Regions from separate parts of the Danio rerio genome. Here region 1 is linked to region 2. Evidence: chromatin contacts called from public HiCAR-type data. All regions are on one chromosome and are shown on one strand. Each heading gives the region's core, a stretch centred on a gene start, on an enhancer-like site or on the middle of the called end of the contact. The rest is flanking DNA. Distances are from core to core; before and after follow the strand shown. Region 1 has its middle 59 kb from the start of xkr9. Region 2 has its middle 49 kb from the start of msc.

What was found. HiCAR-type assays count read pairs that join an accessible place to other places.
Region 1: a HiCAR-type map of caudal fin shows a contact between it and region 2, with 6 times the contacts expected there. The contact joins two enhancer-like sites. A contact is called at or near these places in 1 of 18 Hi-C or Micro-C datasets (embryo) and 1 of 4 datasets of contacts at active chromatin or transcription factors (caudal fin).

Annotation. Positions count from the first base shown.
Region 1 is chr24:15,616,633-15,619,413 of GRCz12tu, forward strand. No RefSeq gene overlaps it. Among named protein-coding and RNA genes, the nearest start is that of xkr9, 59 kb to the right of the region's middle. Within about 2 kb of position 1,524, at least 4 of the 62 cell types and tissues checked have an H3K27ac peak or open chromatin away from gene starts, as enhancers often do.
Region 2 is chr24:15,229,557-15,232,530 of GRCz12tu, forward strand. It overlaps a transcript of eya1 not described here. Among named protein-coding and RNA genes, the nearest start is that of msc, 49 kb to the left of the region's middle. Within about 2 kb of position 1,500, at least 11 of the 62 cell types and tissues checked have an H3K27ac peak or open chromatin away from gene starts, as enhancers often do.

The DNA.
Region 1 (2,781 bases), core at 274-2,773, 390 kb after region 2:
TCCCTGTCCGGTTCTTCTTTTAATGAGTGTGACTGGTTTAGTCACGAAGCAGACTGAGGTTTTAATAGCTGTCAGTTACCTGCTAGCACTCGATATCCCTCCAGCCTGCCTGAGCAGATGGCTATCAATTTCCAGTTGTGAAAATCAAGCTTATACAAACACTAGGACCAGGACGCATAGTCTTTAATATCCCTTTTTGATTGATTTGGTTTGTGGTGGAAGTGAGGGTAGATTTTTTTTTTTTTTTTTTTTTTGGTTCGGCCGGCTGTCATGCTCCAAGAGTTCTGTGAAAATCATTAAATATGAGCATATGAGCAATGGTCCGTCTCATCCGGGTCGAGCAGCAGGTGAGATCTTCTCCTGCAACTCAGTTAAACGAGAATTCACTGATGAAACATTAGTAGGATGTTAAATACCTGTATATTTAGTCGGAATTATAAATAAGGTTAAATGTTTTTAAAAATGTGCAGGAATTTGTGTTTTTATTTATTTAAAGTAATGATCTGAAGGAATGAGCGCGTTTTTCTTCAATACAGCTTGATATCACTATTGTTTATTATTATTATTATTATTATTATTATTATTATTATTATTATATTTTATAAGAGCAGCCTACTTACACTGAAGCAGTTAGTCTATACTGACGTTTGTCAATCTTCTAATTATTGTGGCTAAAGAAAAAGCTTGCAAAATAATAAATAACATGGTTTAGTATACTTGTTTGGTCATTTATAAATTCACAAAAAAAATATTTTAAATAAATAAATAAATAATACTTTGCCGCCTTCCTAAGGAGGGAAATATTAAACCTAGTCTGTATTAACAGGGTATTTGACGCTACGCAAGCATTACAATATATACAGCGTACACTTACAGTTACAGTAAAACCCGAACAAGTGAAATTGGCACATGCACTGTAAAAAAAAAAAAAAATCATGGTTGCCTTAAATTTTTAAGTTGAATCAAATAACCTTATGAGTCCATTGAACTTACATTTTGTTAAACTGGTCTAAAACACCTTGTGTAACCTATAAAATTAAGTTAGAATATAATTAACTTAGTTTAATAAGCACTAATTAAAACATACCGTCATAAATAATTTATCATATATTTTTTTACAGTGTGGAAAAGCAACTAATGTATTATCTTATAGCACTAAGCAATTAGCTACTAAAGGCTAAAACAAAGAAGCTAAAAATGTACAGATAATTTATTAATAATAATATTAATAATAATAATAATAATAATAACCATGATATTATGTTTTAATACACATTGTTTCATCCAAACCTATTTATTTTGGATTGAAGTGTCGGACATTTGTGTTTTCATTAAACGCTTTATTTCTGAGAAATGTACATTGTTTTACGAGGGAAATTTAAACTAAGCGCCATCATGTTTATAGAAATTCAATCTTCTCTTTACAGACGCAGTAGTGCTCGCGCCGCTCTCACAGTGAAGTTGTGGCACATGCGGCGCGCGCACAGTGTGTGGCGGTGACATGACGAGCCGCGCGGCCTCCAGACCACAAAAAACCACTTCCCTGTCATATAACCCCGTACGAACCACTTCCCTGTCATATAACCCCTATATTTCTGCTCCAACAGGGAAAAGAGACACACGACGAAGCAGCGTTTATTATAGGCGACATGTGTAGGACATGGACATGTGATTTAAAGATCAGTAGCCTAATTGCAATGCACTCATTTAGAATGAATGTGACCAGTAGTTCTAATATAACTCAGCAAATAAATACAAGTAAAATCTAGGCTACATCAAAGCAGAATACATTCTATGAAAAAAAAATTCTAGAATCTGATCTTATATTCAAACAAGCATTTTCGTATTTTTATTTTATTTTTTTTTTTTACATTTTTGTGTACAGTGACAGTGCATGTGTTTAGCTGGTGTGCCCACAGTCACGGATGTGCAAAGTTATTGTAAGATGAAAAATTTTATTTTCTGCGGTAGGCCTATTGACGCATTCAAAAATGTTTTAGACAACACCATATGTGTATATGTATTTAAATAAAAAAGTAATCATGTAGCGAGATATGTACTGTAAACGGGAGCGATTATTGCAAATATATGTAAGCTATTACTATTTAATTAATTGTTAAATTATTAAATTATTCGCATAAATGCATTCTTAAACGAAATTATATTTTCCTGTTGTATTGCACATTTTTTAAAGAAACCGAAAGAAAGAAACACGTATTTACATGTTATCTATAGTCCAATAATTGAGATATTTAATATATTTTTAAGAACCGACAGATTACTGTTAAAAACTATTTGTTTAAACACCATTAAATTTGCCAGTGATTTTAAAATCATTGTCTAGGACTGAATTGCGACTGGAAGAGCATCCGCTGTGTAAAACATATGCTGGATAAGTTGGTGGTTCATTCTGCTGTGGCAACCGCTGTTGAATAAAAGGACTAAGCCCAAGGAAAAGGAATTAATTAATTTTAAAATCAAACTTTTTCTTTTTCAATATCTTTGGAACTGCAGACTCTAATGTAAACACAAATACAAACCCAACAGTTGGGTTGAAAAATTATTATTATTATTAATTTTTTTCTAAGTAGGCCTACTAACCAAACCTCCATAATAACCCACCGCTGGGTTAATACAACCCCGCACTTGTTTGTGTAAGCGAGCGAATATTTAATGATATTATTATCATTTTTTTAATGATTTAAATAATGTTCTGTGATTTAGTTTTTCATTGACATGTTTATGATTTATTGATTGATAAAATAGATTCTAAAGAACTTC
Region 2 (2,974 bases), core at 250-2,749:
TACCTGTGTGGGAATTCAGGAGCTGTCTGGATTAGCCTGATTAGTGTCTCATAATCCTACAAGATGGGATGTTTTTTTTTTTTAGTTTCCCATTGTCTTTGTGGTAACGGTGGTAACCTGACCAGAGGAATTTGATGACAGCTTCTAACCGCAAAATTAGGGTTCTACCCAAGCGGCGACACAAATATTGCCATATGTAGATTAAATTAGCCTGTAATTCACCACTGATGTAGTAACTTAGATATTTGTCACCTACTTTAAGTTGGCCATGAATCATTGGTGTCAACTGTCAACTAAAGACGTTCATCTTTATCATCAGGACACCTGGACAGGGAAAAATTAGTCGTGTGGGACGAAAGCTAACTATGTTCACTCGCTACTTAGATTTTAACAAAACTCCAACACTACAGAAACAAACCAATACCAACTACTTTAATTGCTTTTTAACACATATTGTGATAATGGAGTAAAATGTAAGCAATTCAAAGCTTATATAATAGAATGCTAAGCAGTTAACTATCACTATTACAACTCATTAACATGGTAAAACTTTTTTTTTAAACACTTTAATGTAAGCATCTTAAAACAAACAAAAAAAAAAACATTTCTTTCCTTTTTTGGAGGAGGCTGGGGGGTTAGAATCTTTTACTAGAAAATATTGTTTTTGTCATGCTATTTCAAAATGTTCACTTGCTGTTTCTACAGAAGTCAATCCCAGACGAGCCCCTTATTCTTAGCACATTTCTGGCTATTGCATGAAATAGATACCCTCAAAACTGATGGTATGTAAGATTATTTATTTTACACAACATTATTATTATTATTATTATTTGTTATCATTATTATTATTATTATTGTTTTATTATTATTATTTTTTAAACATTTGTGGGCTAAAAATTAAAGGGCAACATGGCAGTAAAACTTGTTATATGGAGCAGGCTGAAGAGTTGACTTTGGTAGAAAGTCAGGTAAATTACTTTAAATATAAAATTACTTTTCGATTTCCCTCCTGCAATTTAACCAATCAACAATAAAGTCTCCAGCTGTAGCCATAACAACATGATTCATTTATTTATTGGGAGTTGTTCAATTATTGTTCAGTTCAATTTATAAAGACCTTGTGATTCTATGCACCAAACACAAACTGTTATTAAAACAGTTTTAAAATAAAGTGCATTAAAAGCAAATATTGATGTTTGTTACATATCATAGTGCAAAAAGCATAAAAAATGTCCAGTTTTTGGATGAAAACATTATAACTGTTCCTTAATCTTTTGCTAAAACTTATGTAAATTCTAATGAAATAAAATACAGTCAGTGTAAAGAAACACAAAGTCATGTTTTCTGTTTCAATGAACACGAACAAATTTCCAACTGGTTTGTGTGTAGGTTTGTGTCAAAGTGATGTGTTTTAACAGTAGCTGGGGTGTTGTTTGCCCTGTGTAGTTTCTGTGGAAAGTGCAGGATGGACAGAGGCCTCTGACCTCCACTCTGGTGTGGGACCTTGGGGGCCCTCAGGGGTCTTCAGATCAAAGCTCGAGTCAGGGGATGAGTGAGCAGAGATGACTGACTGTTTGCCCAGCAACTGGTGCAGAAAGAGACAAACAAAAAGGTCCAAGGCTGATTCACAACCTCGACCGACTGATAGTTAATAAAGAAATGACCAGCAAGGCCATGCATGACGAGACAAAGAGAGATTATTTTGGGGATGAGACCTTATTTACTTCATTAGCTATTTCAGTAGACAAAATTAATAAAAAAAATATTTCATCCAAAAATTAAGTTATTTATCTGAAAAAATATTAAAATCCAAATAAATTTTATTATATTATTGAATTGCATTTTATATGCATTATAAACTGATTCCTATCCAGTATATTTCTGATCACTAGTACATATAGTATTATTTGTTCAGGCTTCACTTTCAAACTACCCTTTTTTTGAGGAAAAATTAATTCCCATGAACATGGCCCAAAACCCAAAATACCTCAAAACATTAACTGCAGATTTATGTTAACAATCTAGAGGGGTTTAGACAAACCTCACCCTCTATTTAATACCCCACAATTCACCAGTTCCCCAGATTGTAGAAATTGCTGCTCCATTCACTGCCCTTTGGTCCTCCAATGGCAAACAAAAAGACACTAAACTCTCCCATAGTTCATGACAGCTTTTTTTTTCTCACTTAACAAGGTGACAAACTGTTAGCATTATCTCAGAATGGCTGGTATCTGTACGACTTGTGTCTCCCTATAGATCCATATGAAGTGTTCATATGTGCTCCTCAAGGACTCTCCATCTCAATGCCTTTTCCACATGTCCGATGTGGGCTTAATTACTGCACTCAGCTGTGCTTGCTAATGTGTTCTCAATTCCAAAAAAAAAAAAAAAAAAACTTAAGCAAATGATATTTTCCTATTAAATAATACAGTTCCCCATGTTATATACTTTAAACATTCGTTATTATATTTACTTTGTTAATTAAAAGTTTTGGCAAGTGTTAAATAGAAGCTTTTCACTGAGGCTGTATTTATTTGAAAGTAGCAGTTTTATTATTGAATGTAATCTAAAATAAATGATGAAAAGATTAGTACTTAAAACTGTTCTAAAACAAAGTCCCTTTAAGGCAGGGGTTTCAAACAAAAATTGGCGGGGGCCATTTCAGTGGCTGACAATTCATAGAAGGGCCATTTTAACATTTCAAGCACAAGAAAAATTGACGTAATTGGTGCATCTTGGGCAACATAGTGCACATGGTGTTTATAATTCAAGCATTACCTGTCACAAATCAACAAATCAGCACGTTTTTTGCTTCACACAACTGCTGAAATATATCTGTGGCTGTTTATATTAGCATTTTGACATTTAAACAGTCATAATAATGCTAATAATATTAGCTATTATTCTGTTACAACCAATTGTTGCTTTTCCAAAAGTTTAACAGAGAGCTTAAAAACAGTAGAAACAGTTTGGG